3 separate regions of the Sus scrofa genome follow, and regions 1 and 3 are each linked to region 2. The links are chromatin contacts, called in public targeted proximity ligation maps. All regions are on one chromosome and are shown on one strand. The core of a region is the stretch at or near the end of the contact, and the rest is flanking DNA. Distances in the headings are between cores, read along the strand shown.

Region 1 (3,202 bases), core at 697-3,196, 110 kb after region 2:
TAAGAAAGAGGAGTTCCCATTGTTGCTCAGTGTGTTAAGAACCTGGCTAGTATCCATGAGGATGCGGGTTCGATCTCTGGCTCTGCTCAGTGGGTTAAGGATTTGGCGTTGCTGTAGCTGTGGTGTAGGCTGGCAGCTGCGGCTCCGATTTGACCCCTAGCCTGGGAACTTGGCATGTGATGCAGCTGTGGCCATTAAAAAGAAGAAGCAAAATAAAAAGTTTTAAGAAAGAAGATTCTTAACAAATTCTTTAAGAAATTCTTAATAAAATCAATGTATCTTAGTATTAAAATGGTTAAAAGTATGCCATCTTCACTCTTGAATATTGAGACAATAAAATTGATGTTTATAGGTAATTTTTCAGTTGTTTGTGAAAGTATTTTTAATATTGAGTGAAAATAGAATGTGACTAATTACCTTTAATTGCAAAGATAAAAGCTTGACAGAACGAGTTTAACATTAGTAATCCCAGAAGAGCAGTAGTAGTTAAACCTTTGTCTAGGTTGGGTTTTAGGTGATTTTTGTCCACCTCCCACCTAGGAAACTCGTCTTTTGGAAGCCCATAAAATATGTATGAATTATCCTGTCTTAATAGGAGAGCCAAAGGGATTTCCTTACACTAGCTGGATGCCCTGATGTGTAATTATATAATTCGATTTACTTTACAGGTATTTCTCTGGAAATGGCAGCTGTGACAGTAAAGGAAGAATCAGAAGATCCTGATTACTATCAATATAACATTCAAGGTACTTGAAATGGTTTTTCTTTCCGGAAGTTATTGGTGGTTAAAAGTAATGTGAGTTCCTTAGATGCGTTGATATTAATAGTTTCATTGATTGGTCCTTAAATAGTATGTACGCTTATAGTTTATTACTGAAATAAAATAGATTTTAAAAAATGGGGCAATAAAATAAACTATGGGGAAAATGTTAAATAACCATTAGTAGTAGTCTTAAAAGGACAAGAGAAAGTTGTGGCACAATTTAGAATTCAATTCTAATTTCCAGAGTTATTTGCATGGCATGAGAGATCTTTTGATCCTCGGAGAGTTCTATTTGTGCAACAAAAATAACTATATTCACATTTTTATTATGTTAAAAATCTATGAAAGATAAGACATTAATAAGTTTTAGTTGTTTTGTACATTTGCTTGATTATTAGGAAAGAATTAAAGGTCATAGTTTCACAATGCAGTTTGCTTTTATGCATCGAGGGGCTTTAGTTTAGAGCAACCTCTGTAGTGTATGGTGAGTTTAGTTTTTATAGTTGCATAAAGTACACTAAACATTTGAACTAATGTGATCTGATCAGTTCATGTATATGCCCATAAAACCATCTTCACTGCAATCAGGATGATGAAATGTCCATACCCCCCCGAGTTTCCTCAAGTCCCTTAGTAATTCAGTGTCTTCCTCAGCCAACCACTGATATATTTTCTGTCGTTTTAGATTAGTTTGCATTTTAAAGAAATTTACATAAAATGGAATCACCATGAAGTATGTACGGTTTTCTTGGGTTGGGCAGCTGTGGCTTTCTAAATTTCACATAATTCTTTTGAAATTCATCCATCCGTAGTGTTGCATATATCAAGAGCTAATTCCATTTTATTGCTGAGTGTTATTCCATTTTATGGCTATACTACAATTTATTTGTCCCTCCGTCTGTTGATGGACATTTTGGTTGTTTCCAGTTTGGGGCTATTAACAATAAAGCTACTATGAACATTTGTGTGGAAATATGCCTTCATTTCTCTTGAGTAGATTCCTAGAACTCGAATAGCTGGGATCTGTGGTAGGTATATAACTTTTGTTGAAGAAATCATCAAACTGTTCTCCATTGTGCTTTTACATTGTTTTACATTTTCATCGGCAGTTACAGTGGTTCTGGTTGCTCCACATCTATGTCAGCACTTGTACAGTTTGCGTTGTTATTTTTAGCTGCTCTAAGTGGGTGTCTTATGATGCCTCCTTCCGGTTTTAAGTTGCATTTGCTTAATAGGTTTACTTCATTTAAAAGAATAAGGCTTTATCCGTTCTGGAGTATTACCAAAGTTAAGAAGAAATTTGTTCTGGTTTGCAATCATGTGAATGTCTGTATGTATATAAATTAAATTGTGTCCTTGTGAATTTTGTAATTTTTACCTGTTAGCGTTGAGTGTTTTCTTGCTTGTGACGTTAGTAATTTGCATGGTCAGAAAGTTGAGATAATTCTGAGAATTTTTAATTAAAAAGTTAAAATATTTAGCCTTTATAACAGTTCTTGGTACCTGACTCTAATATGTGTACATATATTTAATTAATATTGCTTAATAAAATATTTTTAACACATTTAATTTTTAAAATAAAAAGTCTGCCTTAAATCTTTAGTATTACCTTTTTAGCTTTGCTGTTATCAGTCATGTTTATGGAAACTTTTTTTGTCCACCTTTGGAATAAGAGAGTATGAGTGATTTAAGGTAATGCCTGAGTAATAAGAATTAGATGTTTGTAGAGTGAGAAGTTTGCCAGAAATGATAATATTATAAGTTCAGTTGAAGAGGCTGGGGAGCCAGGCAATTAGTTTTTCATCTAGGCTAAGAGATACATATAGTACATGCAATTTCAATATTTTTCTTAATAATTGAGCTTTGGCATTTATTTTTGTATTTCTAAATAAAAATTCTCTGTGATGTGATATGCAACTAGATTAATTTGACGATGTCCGTCTTACTGATTTTTTTCCCCTTGTATCAATTGTGCATAAGTTTTATAGCTAAGAATCTTGGCTGGACCCAACATCACAAAGACTTTTCTTCTCTGTTTTGTAAAAGTTTTTATAGTTTTACATTTAGGTATGTGATTGATTTAGACCTAATTTTTGTGTAGTGTGCAAAACGCCGTGTTCAAACTTACATGTATGGATATCAGGTTTTTCTAGCACCTTTTGTTTTCGACTGGTCTTGTGCTATTGCATTACCTTTACATCTGTCCGTTTTCTTGGGTACATTTTGTTATTCTGATCTCTATGTATATCCTTTTGTCAAAATTACATTGTCTTGAGTATTATAGTTTATATAGTATGTCTTAAAATCAGATTGTCAGTCCACCAGAATTGTTCTTCTTTTTCAATATTATTTTGCCTATTTTAGCTCCTTTTCATATAAATTTAAAAAATTGATTCGTTCAAAAAACCTTGTGGGGATTTTGATGGAGATTATAATTTA
Region 2 (3,208 bases), core at 552-3,051:
CCTACATCTGGGGTCTTTTCCCACCCACACCCCATCTGTCACTCGCTTCCCAGGAGGTCCCTTGAGCATTCTGCTCTCCCAGGGGCCTCCCCAGACTTGCATAGACGGGGTAGGTGCCCCGGTCCAGGCTGTACTGCTGGGTGGGCGCTATGACCGGGTACCATCCCCGCCAGGCTCTGAGTCCCGGGGAGGAAGCTCACGGTCCCCCTCTCCCCCGGGGTGCTCCGGGCCTGCCGTGGGGCCTGTGCTGGGGAAGCTGTTCAGAGAATGTGGGATGAGTGGATGGATATACAGACAGCTGAGGCCAGAACCACCACAGGGGCGTGGGCGGGCCCTGGAGAGCCTGTTCCCGCAGGTGAGGGTCTGGGCCGCCACGTGGGAGAAGAAGCGTGTCCGCTGGCAGAGGCCACACTGACCCTTGTGCCCCCTTGTCTTCCTCTCGCAGATGAAGATGATGCCAACAGACTCGGGGAGAAGGTGATCCTCCGGGAGCAGGTGAAGGAGCTTTTCAACGAGAAATACGGTCAGTGCGTCTCGGGGGAGGGCAGGGTCGTGGCGGGGGGGTGGGGGGCTGCCTTCCTTGGGGAGAGGAGACCCCTGCCCTCCGCAGCCAGCCTGGCCTCCAGATGCCCCCAGCTGGCCTGCCCGCTCCCTGGGGACATAGTGGCCCTGCCCATGACGGTCGGGAGCTGACCCCTCATTCTCCCATCCAAGAAAGGAGAAAAACCCCCGATCCGCAGTGCACACGGCAAGGACGGCAGTCAGCATTTCTGCTCCTCTAGCGCTGGGCTGTGTGGCAAAGGCCGTGGCCCACAGCCAAGTGCTTGTTCATGCAGACGCTTGTCTGCCCAGCTGTCTCTCAGCCCTGAGATTCCAGGCGGGGGGGAGGTCTGACCCTGCCGTCAGGGGCCTCAGTGTAGGGGGAGGAATTGGCGGTGGAATAATGAGAGGTTCCAGGTCCTGTGCAGAAGGCATCCAGGTGCCAGGGCGGAAGCCAGGATGGTGCAGTTGCTAATACTGTTACCACGGGTTGAGCGTTTTCTAGATGACTGAGAACCAGGCGGTACCAGGTGCTCGCTCTACATGTCCTTTGCGATGAATGTATTAGTATCATCTCCACTTCGTACTGTAGCAGAGAAGACAGTAGGAAAAAGAGAAGAATTGCAGAGGGTGACAGGAAAACAGGCCAATGGAGAAGTGGGGGGAGGAGGCTGCGGCTAAGACGGGAGTCGTCACAGCCCGTCTGGACCAGTGAACAAGAAGGCTCCTTGCAGGAAGGGACTTTTGAGTTTTGTTTTTTTGGTTTGTTTTTGTTTTTCTTTTCGTTTTTGTTCGTTTTGCCTTTTCTAGGGCTGCACCTGCGGCATATGGAGGTTCCCAGGCTGGGGGTCAAATCAGAGCTGTAGCCACCGGCCTACGCCAGAGCCACAGCAACGCGGGATCCGAGCCACATCTGCGACCTACACCACCGCTCACAGCAATGCTGGATCCTTAACCCACTGAGCAAGGCCAGGGACCAAACCCGCAACCTCATGGTTCCTCGTCAGATTCGTTAACCACTGTGCCACGACGGGAACTCCTAGTTTGTTTTGTTTGTTAGGAGCACCCATGGCATGTGGAAGTTCCTGGGCCAGGGACTGACTCTGATCCTTAACCCACTGCACCACAGCAGGAACTCCAGGGACGTTTTCACCAGGACTTGAATGTCAGGAGGGGACAAACATCAGAGAGAAGTTTGCCAGGCGGAGGGAACCGCTCAGGGAGCAGGGCGAAGGCAGGAGGGCCTGGGACCAGGCACGGGAGCTGGTGGGAGGCGGATCCCAATGAGGGAGGAGAGGCGGGCAGGCGGGGGGTTCATTTTGAGACTAACAGGAACTCTGCTCGTGGTTTGCGGTGTCTTTTTCACTTCTTATTTTGGAGTCAGTTTTCAAACATACAAAACCAGAGAGAACAAGGCAGTGACGCACCATGCAACCATCCCCCGCCCCGCTTCTGCACTTACCAGCATTTTGCCAATTTTATTTCATCCATTTCCTCAGGCTCGCTTTGATAGTTTTAGTATTTTAAAACAAACCTAAGGGAGTTCCCGTTGTGGCCCAGCAGATTATGAACCTGACTAGTATCCCTGAGGATGTAGCTTCAATCCCTGGTCTCGCTCAGTGGGTTAAGGATCTGGCGTCGCTGTGAGCTGCGGTGTAGGTCACAGATGTAGCTCAGATCCCCAGTTGCTGCGGCTGTGGCGTAGGTTGGCCGCTGCTGCTCCGATTCGACCCCTAGCCTGGGAACTTCCATATGCCACAGATGCGGCCCCAAAAAAAAAGAATTCGACCACAGCAGAAATTGGCACAATGTTATAAATCAACTATACTTAAAAAAAAAAAAAAAAAATCTGGCTGCAGCAGCTCCAGTCACTGTGGAGGTGCAGGTTTGACCCCCAGCCTGGGAACTTCCATATGACATGGGGTGTGACCATAAGAGGAAAAAAGGAATCTGAGACATCATGTCATTTCATCCATAAATACTTAAGTAAGGACCTTTTTTTGTTTTTTTTAGGGCCGCACCTGCGGCATATGGATGTTCTCAGGCTAGGGGTCTAATCGGAGCTGCAGCTGCCGGGCAGCAACGCCAGATCTGAGCTGCATCTACAACCTTCACCACAGCTCACAGCAATGCCGGATCCTTAACCCACTGAGCAAGGCCAGGGATCGAACCCACAACCTCATGGACACTAGTTGCATTCGTTTCTGCCGCGCCACAACAGGAATTCCCAGGTGTGGTTTTTTTTTTTTTTTTTTTGGCCACACTGGAGGCATGTGAAAGCTCCCAGGCCAGGGATCAAACCTGCATTCTAGCAATGACCTAAGCCACAGCAGTGACAATGCCGGATCCTTAACCCACTGAGCCACCAGGGAACTCCAGGACTTACTTTCCCTGACACAATGTTAGTGGGAGGTCCGGGTGTGCACACTGGGCAGGTGTAAAAGTACCTGTTTCGCTGTCAGTGTTGGGTGTGGGATTTTTAGTTTTGCTAACTGGATGTTTTTTTTAAGGGATGTGTGTGTTGACGTGTGAGCTCTCTGTGGTGTGGTGGCTGCTGCGTGGGGCTGCATCCCCGCCCTTCCCCCAGAGAGCTTGGCTTTGACAGGGTCCCTTGCCCTGACCCCCGTGCCCTCTAGGTGAGGCCCTGGGCCTGAACCGGCCTGTGCTG
Region 3 (3,158 bases), core at 647-3,146, 120 kb after region 2:
TATATGAAACAAGTTAGTTTTTTACTAGAATATTGTGGTGTTTCCATAAATAATTAAGTTCATTTTGTTCACATTGAACTTCATTATTTGTCCCTGGAGAGAAATGTGATACCACTTCTTAATATTTTATCATCTTTGTTAAATTATTGTCTTGTTAAAAAACACTTTTCTAGGAGTTCCCGTTGTGGCGCAGCAGAGACGAATCTGACTAGGATCCATGAGATTTCGGGTTCGATCCCTGGCCTCGATGAGTGGGTTAAGGATCCCTCGTTGCCCTGAGCTGTGGTGTAGGTCACAGGAGGTGGCTCGGATCCAGCATTGCTGCGGCTGTCGTGTGGGCCGGCAGCTGTAGCTCCTATTTGACCCCTAGCCTGGGAATCTCCATATGCCGCAGGTGCAGCCCTAAAAAGACAAAAAAAACCCCAACACTCTTCTAGATTTTCTCCTTTCTACTTATGGTTGATGAGGTTACTTTTATGTAATGTTTATACTATTAAATGCCTTTGTTTTAACGTAAGTTAATTTCATTGAAGAAATGAGGTCTTGGACACTAAAGAAAAGCTGTCTTGCTCTTTGTCTTTGGCCTCAATTTCAAACCATTCTGATTCTAATTGAGGTTAATCCAGGAGAGCACTGCTTTTTCATTACCATCCTAAAGCTCTATTTTCTTTATTATTTTATACTCTTTCAGTTTTCATTTTATATAATACAATGAGATTATATGACAATGAGATTAAATGATAATCTTTACAGAAATACTTAGGTGACATTAGCCTAACAGGAAAATACCTTTTCTTTTCTTTTTTTTAATTTATTGCCGTACTGTTGCACACAGAACTTCCCAGGCCAGGAATCAAATCCCAGCCATGGCTGTGGCAACAGCTGGATCCTTAACCCACTGCACCACAGTGGGAACTCCCCAAATACTTTTCTTTTAAAGGTCACAGCTCAGTGTTTCTAAAGAAACACTAATACTGGGCGTTCCCATTGTGGCTCAGAGGAAAAAGGAACCCAACTAATATCCATGAGGATGTGAGTTCAGTCCCTGGCCTTGCTTACAGAGTTAAGGATCTGGCACTGCCATGTCGCAGACAGGACTCAGGTCTCGCATTGCTGTGGCTGTGGTGTAGGCCAGCGACTATAGCTCCAGTTCAACTCCTAGCCTGGGAACCTCCATATGCCATGGGTGTGGCCCTAAAAAGACGAAAATAAAATAAAATGCTTTAATAATATTCATAGATGAAATGAGTATATTTCATTTTACCCTTTGCAAAACTAGCATAAAAATACTCTTCTAAAAATCCTTTTGCAGATTATAAAAGACAGACTTTTTTCAGTCTGTTTTCGTAATTGAAAGCTAAACATTAGTGAAACCTAATGTTTTCAAAATGTATCTTGTTAGTTTGAATCTAATTCTCTAGTAACCTATTGTAGAATCTTTTGACCATTTATAATCCTTGTAGTAATTTAATAATTATGAGCCCCAATGACATAGTCAAGTTTTATTTTACTAGCAATTTGCTATTTTTAAATTGTTTTCTGTAGTGTCCTAAGTTGTTTATATAACTTTTTCCTGAAATTGCATCCCCTAAAGTATCGTTTTTATATTTGCCAGCACATAAAGTGGGTTCTAATCTGGTATTGGTGACGTCGATACCTTTCTTCTATTGGTTAGCCTAGTCAGTAAATGCTTTCAGGTTACCAGAATATTTGTTGATACTGCATTTGAGCCTCTGCTGATTTAACCAACTGTGGGTTGAAAATATTTGAGCAGAAATTTTAGAAAATTCTCAAAAGCAAAACTTGGAGTTCCCTGCTAGCCTAGCCGGTTAATGATCCTGTGTTATTACTGCCGTTGGCACTGGTTTGATCCCTGGCCTGGGAACTTCCACATGCTCTGGGTGCAACCAAAACAGAAAGCAAAAGTTGATCTTCCCAAAGGCCGAGCAACTGTGTGCATTTACATTGTAGCCTAGAGATAACTTAAAGTATAAGGGAAGATATTCAAAGGTTATATGTGAATAACATGCCTGTTTATGTAAGTGACTTGAGCATCCGTGGGGTTGGTACCCACAGTGGTCCTGAAACCAACCTTCCACCTGCCCGCACAATCTGGAGAGGAAGAACACAGTCAGTGAACAAGAGCAGCAATGACTGTGTTCTCTGATGTGTGATGAGAGTGAGATTTAAGCATTTTAGGCTTCAGTTTTTCCCTCAGTTAACGTACAAAGTATATTTAAAACCCATGCTGTCCAAAGCAAAATTGTGTATTAGGCTGAATTTGGGTTTCTTTCTTTCTTCCTTCCTTCCTTCCTTCTTAAATGGCCACATCCATGTCACATGGAAGCTCCTGGGCCAGGAATTGAAACCTGAGCTACAGGTGTAAGCAACACCAGATACTTTACACCACTGTGCTGGGCTGGGGCTTGAACCCCCACCTTTGCAGTGGCCTGAGCTGTTTGCAGTCAGATTCTTAACCTGTTGCACCATGGCAGATACTCCTTTTGTTATTTTTTGAGAGTTAACCTGTTAGTTTAACTGAAAAAACTTTTACCCATAACCTAGACAGCTGTACTATCTAGGGTGTGGTGTGATTAAGTCACATTAACAGTCTCTGATCCTCTTTAGCTATAAAATAAGAATGAGAATTCGACTGAAAAAGGATAATTACTTACATTTGAATGGTATCTTTTTGTTCCCACTTTTGCCCTTCACTCAGTGATTGTTTTCTTGATCCCACATTTAAGTACAGATTTCTTAAAATGGTCTTTTTTGATAATGTACAGGCAGTGTTTGAGCAAAAATCTTAGCAGTGTACCATCTGATATTTTCGGGGATGGAAGACGGCAGGAATAGCTTTTCTTATTTGATCCTGTGTCCTTAATTCTAGCACTAGATGTGTTGAAGTGTGAGCAGAGTTGAGTCATAGGCATCGCCACAAAGATGTTAGCATGAGCTCTTACTACAGATGTCTTGGGTAGTCTACATTCTGTGCTTAAACATCCGATTGCTCACATTGTACATATGTAGTTTTTGTTTTGAATGAAATCAACAAATAACCCGTTTCACAAATACTGTGATCTTATTTTAGTTCTGTTTGTTAAAAGTGTTTGACATCTAGTTGTTCAGCCTCCTTCGTGTATGCTTGAATTTTGTAT

The links.
Region 1: a contact with region 2 is called in a targeted proximity ligation map of alveolar macrophages. A contact is called at or near these places in 1 of 5 promoter capture datasets (fetal skeletal muscle), 2 of 47 Hi-C or Micro-C datasets (epiblast stem cells and heart right ventricle) and 1 of 2 datasets of targeted methods (alveolar macrophages).
Region 3: a targeted proximity ligation map of alveolar macrophages shows a contact between it and region 2. A contact is called at or near these places in 1 of 5 promoter capture datasets (fetal skeletal muscle) and 1 of 2 datasets of targeted methods (alveolar macrophages).

Annotation. Positions count from the first base shown.
Region 1 is chr3:11,749,700-11,752,901 of Sscrofa11.1, forward strand. GTF2I (general transcription factor II-I) reads left to right here. Exons shown (of 33, transcript XM_021086344.1): 9 at 669-746. Among named protein-coding and RNA genes, the nearest start is that of NCF1, 69 kb to the right of the region's middle.
Region 2 is chr3:11,643,595-11,646,802 of Sscrofa11.1, forward strand. GTF2IRD1 (general transcription factor II-I repeat domain-containing protein 1) reads left to right here. Exons shown (of 26, transcript XM_021086345.1): 23 at 446-523; 24 at 3,177-3,208. Among named protein-coding and RNA genes, the nearest start is that of GTF2I, 12 kb to the right of the region's middle.
Region 3 is chr3:11,768,300-11,771,457 of Sscrofa11.1, forward strand. The region is part of intron 10 of GTF2I (general transcription factor II-I); the gene reads left to right. Among named protein-coding and RNA genes, the nearest start is that of NCF1, 50 kb to the right of the region's middle.